2 separate regions of the Mus musculus genome follow, and region 1 is linked to region 2. The links are chromatin contacts, called in public promoter capture Hi-C maps. All regions are on one chromosome and are shown on one strand. The core of a region is the stretch at or near the end of the contact, and the rest is flanking DNA. Distances in the headings are between cores, read along the strand shown. Region 1 holds the start of Ecsit (ECSIT signalling integrator). Region 2 holds the start of Ubl5 (ubiquitin-like 5).

Evidence for each region. Promoter capture Hi-C pulls out the DNA fragments that hold promoters and counts their contacts.
Region 1: a contact with region 2 is called in a promoter capture Hi-C map of liver, with 4 times the contacts expected there. The contact joins the promoter of Ecsit here to the promoter of Ubl5 in region 2. A contact is called at or near these places in 1 of 39 promoter capture datasets (liver), 1 of 484 Hi-C or Micro-C datasets (B cells) and 2 of 9 other capture datasets (adipose tissue and liver).

The regions. Positions count from the first base shown.
Region 1 is chr9:22,079,986-22,087,259 of GRCm38.p6, reverse strand. It overlaps Ecsit (ECSIT signalling integrator), which reads left to right and starts at 1,833. Exons shown (of 9, transcript NM_001253897.1): 1 at 1,833-1,903; 2 at 3,052-3,237. It overlaps Gm16845 (predicted gene, 16845), which reads right to left. Exons shown (of 3, transcript NR_040407.1): 3 at 1,129-2,317.
Region 2 is chr9:20,640,225-20,646,824 of GRCm38.p6, reverse strand. Ubl5 (ubiquitin-like 5) reads right to left here and starts at 3,489. Exons shown (of 5, transcript NM_025401.4): 1 at 1,932-3,489; 2 at 1,566-1,632; 3 at 1,336-1,419; 4 at 1,166-1,203; 5 at 33-209. The coding sequence starts at 1,621. The coding sequence ends at 166. Fbxl12 (F-box and leucine-rich repeat protein 12) reads left to right here and starts at 4,019. Exons shown (of 3, transcript NM_013911.3): 1 at 4,019-4,621; 2 at 4,729-4,801. The coding sequence starts at 4,536.

The sequences.
Region 1 (7,274 bases), core at 584-3,083, 1.4 Mb before region 2:
CTTCTGTGCTACTCCCCCAGGGGGTAGTGAACAGCAGTACATTTGCTTCAGCTGTTGTTATTCATGTTACCTCTATGGGAAAACATGTTTTTGCCACGTGTGCCCTTACAATTGAACACCTTACCCATGCGATGCTTCTTAATGCCCAGAGTATAACTTGCCTGATGTGCTGTAGCATGAGACTTTAGTCAGCCTCATTTTGAGGCTCCACTCTCCCAGGTTTACACTGCCAACTAGAGCCATAAACAAAGGCTAGCTAGGTCTATATAAAGAGGTCCAGGTCAGCCAGGCCAAGCAGCACAGTAAGACCCTGTCTAGACGAAAGAAAAGGACTGGGGCTACACCTCAGTTGGTAGAGAACCTGCCTACAATGTAAGAGGCTCTGGACTGTATCCCTGGCACTACAGAGACAATGCATGGTGGTACAGGCTCGTAATCCCAGGACAAGAGAGGCAGGAAGATCAGATCAAAATCAAATTCAGCTACACACAAGCTCAAAGCTAGTCTGGGCTACACAAGACCTTGTTTTAAAAATAATTACTGCCGGGCGGTGATGGCACACGCCTTTAATCCCAGTACTTGGGAGGCAGAGGCAGGCGGATTTCTGAGTTCGAGGCCACCCTGGTCTACAAAGTGAGTTCCAGGACAGCCAGCAGGGCTATACAGAGAAACCCTGTCTCGAAAAAACAAACAAACAAAATAAATAAATAAATAAATAAATAAATAAAAATAATTACTTATGGGGTTGACAGGTCAGCTCTGTGGGTAAAGTGCTGCCAAGTCTGATGGCCCAAGTTCAATCCCTGGGACTCAAAGGATAGATTCTAGTAAATTATCACCACATGTGCCACCCAAAATACAACAATGTTTAAAAATGCACTTAAAACAATAAAAGCCTATATTCAATCATTTTATACATGTATAAAATCCCTCTCCTCTATACATGCGTACAATTCCCCGGCGATCCAGTCATCTAGACATGCACTCCATAGGCCTCGCAGCCCTCAGTGTGGGTGGGCTAAAGAGTCAATCTAGACTCCCTGTTGGGGAGGGAGAGAGGGGGGTCAGGAATGCATGTCCTTTTTCACAGTAGCCCTTGTTGTACTTATATGGCCATTTCACATAGATGAATTCAAACTTCAAACATTTTTATTAAAGGGCGTTAAAAGTGCTCGCAGCCAAGCCTGATGACCCAGGTTTCATCCCCAGTACCCACATGGAAAGAACATCCCCCAAGCTGCCCTCTGACTCCCACACGAACATGCTCACATAGACTTACACACATAACACACAGTAAAAATAAACACAGCTTGACATTCTGTTAAAGCTGTTGGCAGTGTTGCCCAGCTGAGGTTCCAGCTATTCGGGAGGCTGAACCCCGAGGATCTCTTGAATCCAGGGTTTTGAGAACAGGCTGAGCACCACTGCAAGACCCTGACTCAAACAACTCAACCAACCAAACTGAAAAAACCTCTTTAGTAAAAAAATGCATTCCGGGACTGGGGCTGCGGCTTAGTTGACAGCAGTAGAGTGCTTGCTTAGCACGCAAGCCGCCCTGGGCTCCGAACCGGATGTGGTGCTTCCAGTCCGTAACAATAATAATAATTTACCACACCGCGGAGAAAGTTGGACCGGACGGACGCCGGGGAACCCGCTCCAGCGCCTCCGTACTGGTATCCAAAGTCTCCAGGCTTCTGGAGCTCAGTGAGGGGCAGGGCCTGCTCCTGAGGAGAAACCAGCGTCTCCCCCCTTCCTATTGGTGGATCTCTTCCTGAGGGCGGGACCTATCGTCACAGGCTCTTCTGATTTGCTGTCACCTTCGACTCGTAACCGGAAGCTCCGTGGCTCAACATGACAGCGTCCAGCGGTCCCACAGAGCCGGCTCGGGTCTGCGGCTGGCCACGTGAGTAGGTGGGTCGCGCGTGGGAGGTTTATGGGACTGTCTGGGATTCGGGGCGTCCACTTCCAGGCCTGGTAGAGCCGGGGAGGATGACCTTCAACTCGGCCTCAGAGTCGGGACACTGTGACCTTTTGGGGTGCAGGCTTGGGAACGTGCCTGGAAAGGTTGCTGGGCACCTCTTGCTGCAGGCGGTCCGTTTCACAGATGGGACCGCGGACTTGGGCCACACATCTTGTCTGTGACGCAGGCATTGGAACCTTCCAATGAGACCTCTTAGAGACCCGGAATCGTGCCAGCCCACACGCATACACACACGCGACCTGGCTGTTCAGATTTCTCTCTGTTTTGTAGAAACTTGCTTAGTTCCACTCCGTTGGTCGGTGTTGGGCAGTTACCATGTACCATGCACTGGCCCAGCTAGTGGAGACACAACCAGATTTTAAACAGAAATCAGATGAGAAAAACAGATTTTAAAAAGTATTTCCTAATTGAGCAAACCACAAACATAACAGATAATTCAAAACAGTGATTGTTGCAAGCAATGTGTTTTTCCCTGCGACAAGATTCTTTATGTACCCCAAGTTGGCCTTGAATTCATCATGAACATCCTCCTGCTCCAGCCTTCTGAGTGCTGGATTACAGGCATATACCAAGACAGTAAGTAGTAGGCAGAGGGTAAAAGAATCGTGGTGGTACACGCCTTTAATCCCAGCACTCGGGAGGCAGAGGCAGGCGGATTTCTGAGTTCGAGGCCAGCCTGGTCTACAGAGTGAGTTCCAGGACAGCCAGAGAAACCCTGTCTCAAAAACCAAAAAAAAAAAAAAAAAAAAAAAAGTTCAAAGCCCGTGCCTGAGGTGCATCAGACCAAAACAGTGTGGCTGGAGTTATGAGAGAGAGGGGAGGTACAGCAGGTGGACTCCATCCGATGTGTATTTACTTTGAAGTTTTTATTTTAGCCATGGTATGGAGGTGGGGCACATGTGCACTGGTGCATGGTGGAGGTCAGAGGACAGCTCTGGAGTTTTATCCATACACCTTATGTTGGTTCCAGGGTTTAAACTCAGGTCATTAGGTTTGCTTTGTTTGTTCCAACAGCAAGTTCCTTTCTCAGCTAAATTTCCTCTCCCCACTCTTATTTATTTAAATTTTAGACAGGACCTTACTGTAGCTCAGACTGACATGGGACTTACTAATTATCACCAGCTGGTTTGATTCTGGAGGCCATCTTCCTGCCTATGTAGTCCTGGCTGGTCTGGAACTTGCTATGCCTATATAGATCGTCTCACCTCAAACTCAGAGGTCTGCCAGCCGGGGTCTCCCAAGTGCTGAGATTACAGGTATGTGCTATCCCACCCAGCAATCTTATGTGTTCATATGTGGGTACAGGGATGTATGTTAGTATGTGTTCACGTGTACAAAGGACAAATGTCAACCTTGGATGTTGTCCCTCAGGAGCTGTCCACCGTGTGCTCTGAGACAGATCTTTCAGTGGGACATGTAGCTCACTGACTAGGCTGGCTAGCAGCGAGCTCGGGGACCTGCCCTTTTTTGCTTCCTCCGACTGCTCAGATTGCAAGCCGCTTTGTATGTAGGGCTCAAGCCCTGGTCCTCATACTTTCAGGGCAAGCATTTTTACCAATGGAGCCACATTTCAAGCTCACCTAGCTCCTGTTGTTAAAAGCTTTCCTTTGCAATGGAAGGAAGTAACTGGGAGGGCAGAAGAGAGAGGGCAAAAACGTATGCAGGAGAGTAGACCACGGACTGCTGTGGTGACCTGCAAGAGGGATAGATTTGGAAGCCATCTTCAGAACTCGGATGGATTGAATAGGGACACAGTGAATGCTGGATGGTTCCTACGTTGTGGCTGGAGTAAGCACTGGTGCTACTGGCTACCTCCAGAGAAGCACTGTAAACAAAAGTGCTGTCAGTTGGTGTTCCCTGAATGGAGTTTGGGGTGGCTGCTTTGTACCAGAGTTGTGCTTCTGTAGGAGGCAAACGCATCAGGGAACCATGAGCATGAATACTCACGACACTGATACAAGTTGGAGCCACCTATGGGCATTACAATGCAGATTCTCATGCAGTTAGAGCCAATATTTTACAGGTCCTGGAACACAATTTGCAAAGCAAGGTTTTAGATTCTTTTCATCTAACTATACCAAGCAAGTACATACCATGAGCCACACCCTCAGCCTCTAACTGGGGCATTCTAGGCAGGGGCTCTACTACTGAGCCACACTCCTAGCCCCCTAGCAGAGGCTCACGGGGGCCAGCAGCTCACTGGAGGAGTCTAGGCCAGGTCTGTATTACCGAGTCACAGCCTGAGTCCGGTCCAATTGCATATCCTCAGACCAGCAGCTGTTGCTATCACCTGAAAGTTGCAGAAGGGCGGACATATTTCCACTAAGCCTGAATCTGCAGGCTTTGTGCTCCCAGGGCATTTGTCTGCATCCTCAGCTTTGCAGACACTGTGGACACTGAAAGCCATCTCATGATTGGCTGAGAAATAGGCATGGATGCTAGGAAGAAACCCAAGATGTTAACAAGGGCTGAGGGGAAGGGGACTTCACTATCTAATACTTGGGAGAAAGTTGACATCTTGAAGTCATTGGCTTCCTCAAAGAGTTGCGCACACCAACTCACTGGACAGGCATTACTAGGGCAGCCATCAGGTTGCTGAGGAAGGAGCCAGTGCGTAGACATGGCTAAGGTGTAGCTTTAATGATAAGAAAGCAGGGAGCTGAGCGGAGATTTTGGGCCAAAATGGGAGACACTAGAAAAGGGGTTGTTGTTTTTTTCCTTAAATAAGTTCTCATATGTAAGAACTTGGCACTCACAAAGGTCTGGCTGTCTTTACATCCTGAATGCTGGGATTAAAGGTGTGTGTTACCATGTCTGGCTCAACTAGAGAAAGTTGTTTGTTTGTTTGTTTGTTTTCACTTATTTACTCTGCGTCTGTGTGCCCGTGCCTGTCATGCCACTGGAGGAGTGGAGGTCAGAGGACGACTTGTGGGGTCGGTTCTCCCCTTCCACCCTGGATTGATTGCAGGGATGGAATTCTGGTTGTCAGGATGGCAGCAACTGCCTTTATCTGCAAAGCCATTGTGTCATCCCAAAGGTGTTTTGTTGTGTTGTTTTCTTTTCCTGTATTTTTTTTTTTTGTTGTTGTTGTTTTTCAAGACAGGGTTTCTCTGTGTTCCCTTGGCTGTCCTGGAACTCACTCTGTAGACCAGGCTGGCCTTGAACTCAGAAATCCGCCTGCCTCTGCCTCCCAAGTGCTGGGATTAAAGGCATGCACCACCCCTGCCCAGCTCTTTTCCTGTTTTTGAGACAGGTTTGCATGTAGTCCAGGCTGGCTTCATACTTTTCATATTGCTGTGTATCTAAGGCTGACCCAAGGCTTCCACCCCAGTGCTGGGATTTACAGGTGTATGCCACAGCACCCACTTCTGCAAAGTTTTAGTGGTGGCAAGAACGATCCAAACTCTTCCTAACATGTTCTCTGTGGCCTAGATACCCCAATACCAAAACCAAACAGGTATACCAAGAAAACTGTACACATCTCTTAAGCTCTCTCCTTTCTTACGCTCATCTCTAGCCCTCCTTCTCTCCCACTCTTCTCCCTCTCTCCACGTGGCCATGGCCAGCCCCTCTCTTTCTTTAACCATCTCTCTTTCTCTCTGCCCTTCTACAATAAAGCTCTAAAACCATAAAAAAGAAAGAAAGAAAGAAAGAAAGAAAGAAAGAAAGAAAGAAAGAAAGAGAGAAAACTGCACACTAGTGCCTCTTGAATATGACTATAAAATTCTCTCGCAATGGGCTTGCAAACATGCAAAAAGAATTCTACATCATCCTAAGAGAATTTATCTTCAAAATGCAAGGTTAGTTTAATATCTGAACATTTATGTATATATCAATAGAAAAAAAACCCTAAAACTACATGATTATTTCAGGCAATGCAGAAAAATATTTGAGAAAATCCAACACTTGCTCTATTTATTTGTTAGAAACAACATCTCTCTGTGTAGAACACACTGGCTGCGCTGTCCCTGCAAGTGTCATACCCAGCACTGAGTCCAGATAAGGTTAAGAAGGAAACTTGGAGCCGGGCAGTGGTGGTGCACGCCTTTAATCCCAGTACTTGGGAGGCAGAGGCAGGTGGATTTCTGAGTTCAAGGCCAGCCTGGTCTACAGAGTGAGTTCCAGGATAGCCAGGGCTACTCAGAGAAACCCTGTCTTGGAAAAAACAAACAAACAAAGAAGGAAACTTGGGTCAGCAGAACTTAGCTGGTCCTGGTTCCAAACTTCTGGAGTCTAATGCTGAGTGACTTATTTCTTGCACATTTAAGCAGTAAAAGTTTGGGGATAAGTGTACACGAGACAGTTATCACAACAAAGCTTTAGGCATGGCTGCATTGAAAATCCCTAGCAAAGCACCTGCCCCACAAGAGTGGCTTTTGTTGGCTGAGAACAGTGATCAGGACAAGGGCCCATGGAAGAATAAGCAGAATAGCAATCTCTTTTGCAGAATACAAGGGCCCTCTTTCCTGAAAATGGGCTCTACTGACTGAGACAAAGCTCTCAGGATCCTGGGGTGCTGTGGGGCTGGCTTTATAGAGGAACAAAGTCTGCCAAGTATTAACACGTCCATCTCCAGCCTTCTGGATGGAAAATGGGAGTCAGTTTCTTCTTCTTTAGTGCTGTCTGTAAGCTCTGCTCTATCTACAGCTGGCCTCGAACTCACAGATACCTGCCTGCCTCTGCCTCCTGAGTGCTGGGATTAAAGCTATGAGCCACCATGCCCAGTGAAAGAATAGATTCTTTTGCCAGGCAAGGCTGTGCACTCTGGCCACTTGTCAGTGTTGCACCAAGTGTCTGGTTGTAGCACTCAGGCAGGAAAAGGACCTAGAGCTGCCATGGAGACAGTGCAGATAGGTAAGTGCTTCCTGCAGGAGCCTGACCACCTGAGCTCTATCTCAGGTACCCAGGGTCAAAAGGAGATGGGACGGGTAAGATGGCTTACAGGGTAAAAGTGCTTGCTGCCAAGCCTAAGGACCTGAGTTCAATCCCCAGCACCCACATGGTGGCTCCCAACCATCTGAACCTTGAGTTGCAGAGGCTCCAAAGCCCTATGCTGATGTCTTCAGGCACCAGGCACTCATGTGATGCACCTACATAATGGAAAAATATTCATACATGTGGCAAAAGAAATTTTTTTTTAGTTAAACAAATCAGCCAGTTGGCGGTGGCACATGCCCAGCATTTAGGAGGCAGAGGCCGGCAGATCTCTGTGAGTTCGAGGCCTGCCCAAGCTACGGAATGAGTTCCTGGACAGCTAAAGCTACACAGAGAAACCCTTTCTGGAAAAACCAAA
Region 2 (6,600 bases), core at 2,240-4,739:
AGCTCTGCCCTCACACACAACTCTCACACAAGTATGACAGCAGCAAAGCAGCAGCCAAGTTTTTATTCATGTGAACTGTTAAAAATGACCATCTACACCAGTGTCAGATGAGGATGGGAGAGGAGGGCAGGGCAGAGCAGGGCGAGGAGGAGAAGGAATCCCCCTCTACTGGTAATAAAGCTCCAGGTTCATCCCATCGTGGATTTCATCTGAAGGACACGTGTTAAGGAACTTTGACGGAGAGATGACTACCTTCCATCTGCTCACAGCTGGATCCTGTAGCTCAACATCCACCCTGGATAAAGGAATGGACGCTCTGATCTAAGAACTCAAACTATAAATAATATTCAGTGGAGCTTAAGACTGCCGAAAAGGCAAAGTTGTTTGTTTGTCCTCAAGTGCCCTCCACCCCATCACACACACACACACACACACACACACACAACAATACATTTTCTTAAATGCTCATCCTCAGGTTGGCGATAGCTCAGCAGGTGAAGAGTACTTGGGACTGTTCTTCCAGAGACCTGGCTTTATGTCCCAGGACTCACGTGGTGGCTCCAGGGAATTGGAAGCTTTCTCCTGGTCTCTGTCAGCAGCAGGCATGCATGTGGTGCACACATAACTGCAGACAAAAGATCCAGACCCTCCCTCCTCAAATTAAAAAAATATATATATATTGTCCTCAACTACAGTCATATGCCACCTTCACCTTCTGTCCAACAGTCAGGTTGGCGTTAAGTAATTAATATTTTGAACTTGAATATCAAAATCCTTCCAAGCCAAGTTAAACTATTTCACCAACCACCCTGTTCACCAACAAAATAATTCCACAGTTTCCATTTTCTCAGTAGTCACAACAGGGTACATTCTAAGTTAAATATTCCTCTTGCTTAATTTCTGTACAGGTTTCAGTATAGAACCAGAACTCGAGATAAATACATGGCTTCTTGCCGGGCGTGGTGGCGCACGCCTTTAATCCCAGCACTTGGGAGGCAGAGGCAGGCAGATTTCTGAGTTCTAGGCCAGCCTGGTCTACAAAGTGAGTTCCAGGACAGCCAGGGCTATACAGAGAAAGCCTGTCTCGAAAAACCAATAAATAAATAAATAAATAAATAAATAAATAAATACATGGCTTCTTTCATGAACTTCAGGAAAAGGATACAATCTCCCAGAGACACGTGGTCCTTAAAAATCGTGTACCTAAGGGATTCAGAGAGAAGCTGATAAGGGGTGGGGTGTCTTTTGTTCTGAAAACAAGCTGCGTACTCTTCGGGGTTGCCTGAGGTGCTCACCCCAACCGAAACCTTCTAGCCTAATACTGCACTTACTTACCACTTTTTAAGAACGATCTTGTTCCAGCGGGTGCCAGTTTGAGCAGCTATCAGTTTCTTCAAGTCGCCGATGGTGTCATCGGTGCTGGGCACGAAGGAGTTAAGGTAAATGAAAGGAAGAGGTAGACCGAGGAAGACGTAATCAGGCCTCCCCATAAGCGTCATTTAACTGAAACCATCCAACACCACCATCTGCCCCAGAGCCACTGCCAGTCACCCCTCGGTGGATACTTGCACTTAACGCGGACTTTCTTTCCGAGACGGTCGTTGCAAACCACCTCAATCATTGTGGCTGGAGCTACACCAGGTGGAGGGAGGGATGAAAAGCAACAGAGTCAGGCCTTTCGGGGTCGCCCAGGTTCCTAAAGCCCCTTCCTAGGTTGAGCTCTCTGGTCACAGTTCCCCTAACACCAGATGCAATCCCCTGCAGCCCCAGTCTACAGTTTCAATTGCCCGGACTACAGACAGTCGCGACTCCGCCCCTTAACTGCGGCAGTCCGGGCCCCAGACTCACCCGGCTTTGCCTCCCGCAACCCCTAGGTTCCCAAGTCTTGGCAGCTTCCCGTGATCTCGGGCCTCTCATTTTAGCCTTCTCACCTCCAATATCCTCGAACCTATCGACGACACAACTCGTAGCTCGAGCGAGGAACCCCGGCCGGAGTTAAGCCTGCAAACAGGAAGCGGAAGTGATATAACGGAACCACCGGCCCTTAGGTGCTTCCGGGTTCCGGGCTAGGATTTGCGATTCTGTTGCGCAGTGTGGATGAGCTGGGACTTGCTAAGAATGGATTTACAGCGGACGTTGGAACTGGTGTTGGAGATTCCTTCATCATGGAAGAAACCTAAAGGATCTCAGCGGCGGGGTGCTCGACTACTCCCAAGCCAGACAATCCTCCTACCGCGGAATCCCGGCTGCAGGTGTGCCGAAATGGAGTCATGCAGGGCCTGTGGCTTTCTGCTTTCATTCAAAGCTCAGCCTCAAACCCTGTGCTTGCTTCCCCGCCCCTGGTCGTAGTGACCGTTTCAGAGACTCCAGGGGTGCAGGCTGCAGTTGATGAAAACTAAGTCGGATCCTGGTTGAGAGGCCATGCATGTTGCGTACCACTCCGCGTGTCCGTGTCCTGCCTGCGAAGATGTTGGAAATAGCATACGGGGAAAGAGCTTTTGCTTTGATTCTTTAATCTTGTTCCAGATTAAAGAATCGCGAGAGCTGGTGGGAGAGGAATCCCTTCTTAAATTCAACCAGTTTTGCCTCTATTGAGCGATTTCTTCTTAGCAGACAGGATTCTTAGCAAGGTAAGCATATATTGACTCAAGAAAAAGAAAAGTCTTACCCAGCGCCTTGTGCTTACCTAATACGACTTATACAAAATTTAATCCTTATGCGTAGGCAGCAAAAGGCATTATTCTTGCTTTCTATTGCGGCTGTGGCCACGCCTCCCTGGCTTGGCCGTCCTGCTGGCCCCTCACTCCCATCCCAGTCACACCTTTCAGTTTCGAATGAAGTCCTGTTCTGTGTCTTTAGTGCTTAGATATGTTCCAGTCTCCCCAATGCCTCGTTTCCGTCCTGAAAAGACTTCTCAGGCTTTACCGGATTCGTTTCCGTCTCGAAAAAAAACTTCTCAGGCTTTAAGTCTCTTGGCATACATACAAGAAAAGTGGTGGGGTTTGTTTTTCTTGTTTTGTTTTGGTATTTGTTTTAGTGTTGGAGGTCGAACCTAGGGCCTGCTAAGCATGCTTACCAGCCAAAGGCTCTCCCACTGAGCTGCACACCCAGTTCCTGGTTTAGCTCTTGTTTCTGTCTCCAGCGATGCTTTTAGGGCCCCCGTCGCTGCTCTTATCCATTCTTCCAGTCATAAGTCTCCCAGCCTGTCCCTTTGTCGCCCAGCCATTCCAAACTTGATTCCATCCCCTATATCGGACCTTGTTCCGCCTAAGCTAGGTTTTACAAGTTTAGTCTTCAGGCGCAATTAGGATCCCTAGTCCTTGAGCCCCTTCCCACACAAGTCATGGTTTCTGGGTTTGTTGCTCTGTTAACTTTTCCCTGCTCAAGTCATGCCTCCTGGGTATACATACGGTCTGGTCGCAGGCTGATCTCTGCCTTGGCAGTAACCCTAAGCCTTTTCCAGCACAAGCCAAACCTCCGCACGCCACTAGTCGCTTAGCTCTAGACGCGCCCCTTGTCTCTTCCTACTGAAGCCACGCCTTCCCATTGTTGTGGACGGCCTCCAATCAGCTCCTCTGCCGCTGGCCACACCCTTCCACTCGGCGGCGCTTTTTCAAATGCTAGTACTTTGGCCTTGTTTGCAACGCCTGCTGCCCTTCGTCTCTGTCTTTTATCCTCTCTCCCAGAGTCCCACTTTGGGAGTTTGCTGCTTTTCCTCTGACTGGCCTCCAGGCCCCCGGGCCCCCGGGCCCCCGGGCCTCCTGGCCCCTGGGCCCCTTGGCCACGCCTCAGGACCACTCCCCGCCCGTCGGAGCCACGCTTTCTAGGCGTGTTGCTTTCTTCATCCCAGCTTGCGTGGGGTCTACCTGCCTCTGCTCGCCACGTCTCCCGGCTATGACTACGCCCTGAGCCCCCTCCTCGCCAGAGTCACGCCTTCTGGGTTGTCTGCTGACCCCATTTGGGTTTGCTGCTTATACTTAGCTCCACCTCATGGCCACGCCCCCGAGGCATTCTTCACCTTCAGCCTTCTGGATTTGCTGTTAGCCTTCCTCTTGGCCCTGGCCACGCCTCGTGCCCCCTCCTCCACCAAGCCACATCCAGGTTTTCCTAGAGTCACGCCTTCTGGGTTGTCTGCGGACCCCTTTTGGGTTTGCTGCTTATACTTAGCTCCACCTTATGGCCACGCCCCCGAGGCACTCGTCACCTCCAGCCTTCTGGGTTTGCTGTTCGTCTTCCTCTTGGCCCTGGCCACGCCTCGTGCCCCCTCCTCTCCCAAGCCACATCCAGGTTTTCCTATTTCCAGTTCCATCCGCTAGCCAAGCCAGTCAGGCCTAGTCAGTCTCTAGTCTTGACCTCTAAACGGTCGTCAGCCCGCGCCTGTCCAGTCCCGGGGCCTCGGGCACTTTCCTAGAAAAGTAGGGATTCTCGGCGGGCCTCTGAAAGTCGCGCCGGTTTGGCCAGTCCGACCACCCCAGCGCTGTCCAGGGAACGCGGCCTCGCCGCCACCGGAAACGGAAGCGTGCGACAGCTGGACCATGGCGACTCTGTTTGACCTCCCAGACTTGGTGCTCTTGGAGATCTTCTCTTACCTCCCTGTCCGGGACCGGATCCGCATCTCCAGGTGCCGCCCCGCTCCTCGGGGGAAAGAGCCGGGCATGGGCTCGGCAGGAGATGCGGATCCGGTCCTAGCGGGCCGGGGTCGTTCTAACGGCCGGTCCACTCCTCCAGGGTCTGTCACCGCTGGAAGAGGCTAGTGGATGACCGGTGGCTATGGCGACACGTCGACCTGACGCTCTACACGGTATGCGGGACCCGGGAGCGGTGCGGGGAGAGCCACCCCCTGCCCTGGGACATGGGGGTGGGGGTTGCTTTATTTTGCTTTCTAGTGTTTGTTTGCTGTTTGTTTTATTTATTTATTTTTGATAGTTTCTTGAGGCTTTTATTTTTCTGGATTTTCGTTGGTGTTGCTTCTTGGGGGGCTGAGGGGGTTGTTTTGAGACAGGGCCTCTAGGCCAGGCTGACTTCAGCTTCCTATGAAGCCGAGGCTGAGCTTGATACCTACCTCGACCTTCTAAATATTGGGATTAGCAGCGTGGGCCCCATGTGTGGTTCCTGTGCTACTGGGAATGCAATTTAGGTTTCTTGAATGCTAGGAAGGAACACCTCTGAGTCACGTACTGGTTTCCAACTAACCACCCCCTGCAACAACCTCCTGAGTGCTGAAGTTACAGCTGTAGGAGAAGGCCCAGGAAGTGTTTGGGTTTTGTTTGTTTGTTTGTTTGTTTGTTTTCTCGAGGAAAAATTTCTCTGTAGCCCTGGCTGACCTGGAATTCTGCTTCTCCAGTGCTGGGACTAAGGGTATGCACCACCATACTCTGCTGGTTTGGTATTTAAGTGAGTTCGTGCTTGGAATTTTTCTGCCTGTCCTAGTGCCAGCCTTTACCTCCCCTTCAATGCTCAGACCTCAGTTTCTCATCTAAGATATGGGGATTAAAAATAATGCTTGTAGGCCAGGCAGTGGTGGCGCAGGCCTTTAATCCCATCCCTTGGGAGGCAGAGGCAGGCAGATTTCTGAGTTCGAGGCCAGCCTGGTCTACAGAGTGAGTTCCAGGACAGCCAGGGCTACACAGAGAAACCCTGTCTGGAAAAACAAAAAAAAGTACCTTCATGTTTCATGTCTGATGTATTGTAGAACTTAGCCAGTATGGCCAGTGTGTGTCTCCAGCATTTAATAAATGCAAGCTTATAGCTTTTCAGTTTTCTAGTTTTGTTGTTTTGGTTTTGAGGTGGGTCTCATGTATCCCAAAATTAGCTTCTAGCTGGCTGTGTAGCCAAGGATGGCAGAAGGTTCTGCTCCTTTTGGTCTTTTCCTCTTGAGTGCTGGGATCACAGGTATGTGCTATCACATAGTTGATGTGGTGCTGAGAACAAAATCCACGTTTGCGTTTGCCAGGCAAGTGCTTCATTAATACAGCCACACCCCCAACCTCTGTTTTTTGGTGTTTTGAGACAGCATCTGTCAATACAAAAATATAACTGTTACCTCAGAATGGAGACGAATTTACTCTGGAGCCAGATATGAGTGACCATGTACAGAGAATACAGTTAGGCTTTCTCAAATATGTGTTTAAATGTAACAGTTCCATGAAAAAATTTTACTACTACCACTACTACTACTACTACTGTTTAAATGTAACAGTTCCATGAAAAAATTTTACTACTACTACTACTTCTTCTCCTCTTCCTCCTCCTCCTCCTCTTCCTCCTCCTCCTCCTCCTCCTCCTCTTCCTCCTCCTCCTCCTCCTCCTCCTCCTCCTCCTCCTCCTTCTTCTTCTTCTTCTTCTTCTTCTTACTATTATTATTGAGACAGGGTTTCTCTGTGTAGCCCTGGCTGTCCTGGAGCTCAATCTGTAGACCAGGCTGGCCTTGAACTCAAGAGTTCTGCCTGTGTCCGCCTTCAAGTGCTGGGACTAATGGAGTGTTTGTACTAACTCCATCCAGCGAAAGTAATAGAATAGAGAAAGTCATAAATTAAGACACTTTTCAAAAGAGCTAGCCATTTCTCTAGCAACTATACAGAATATGTTTAAAAGAGATTT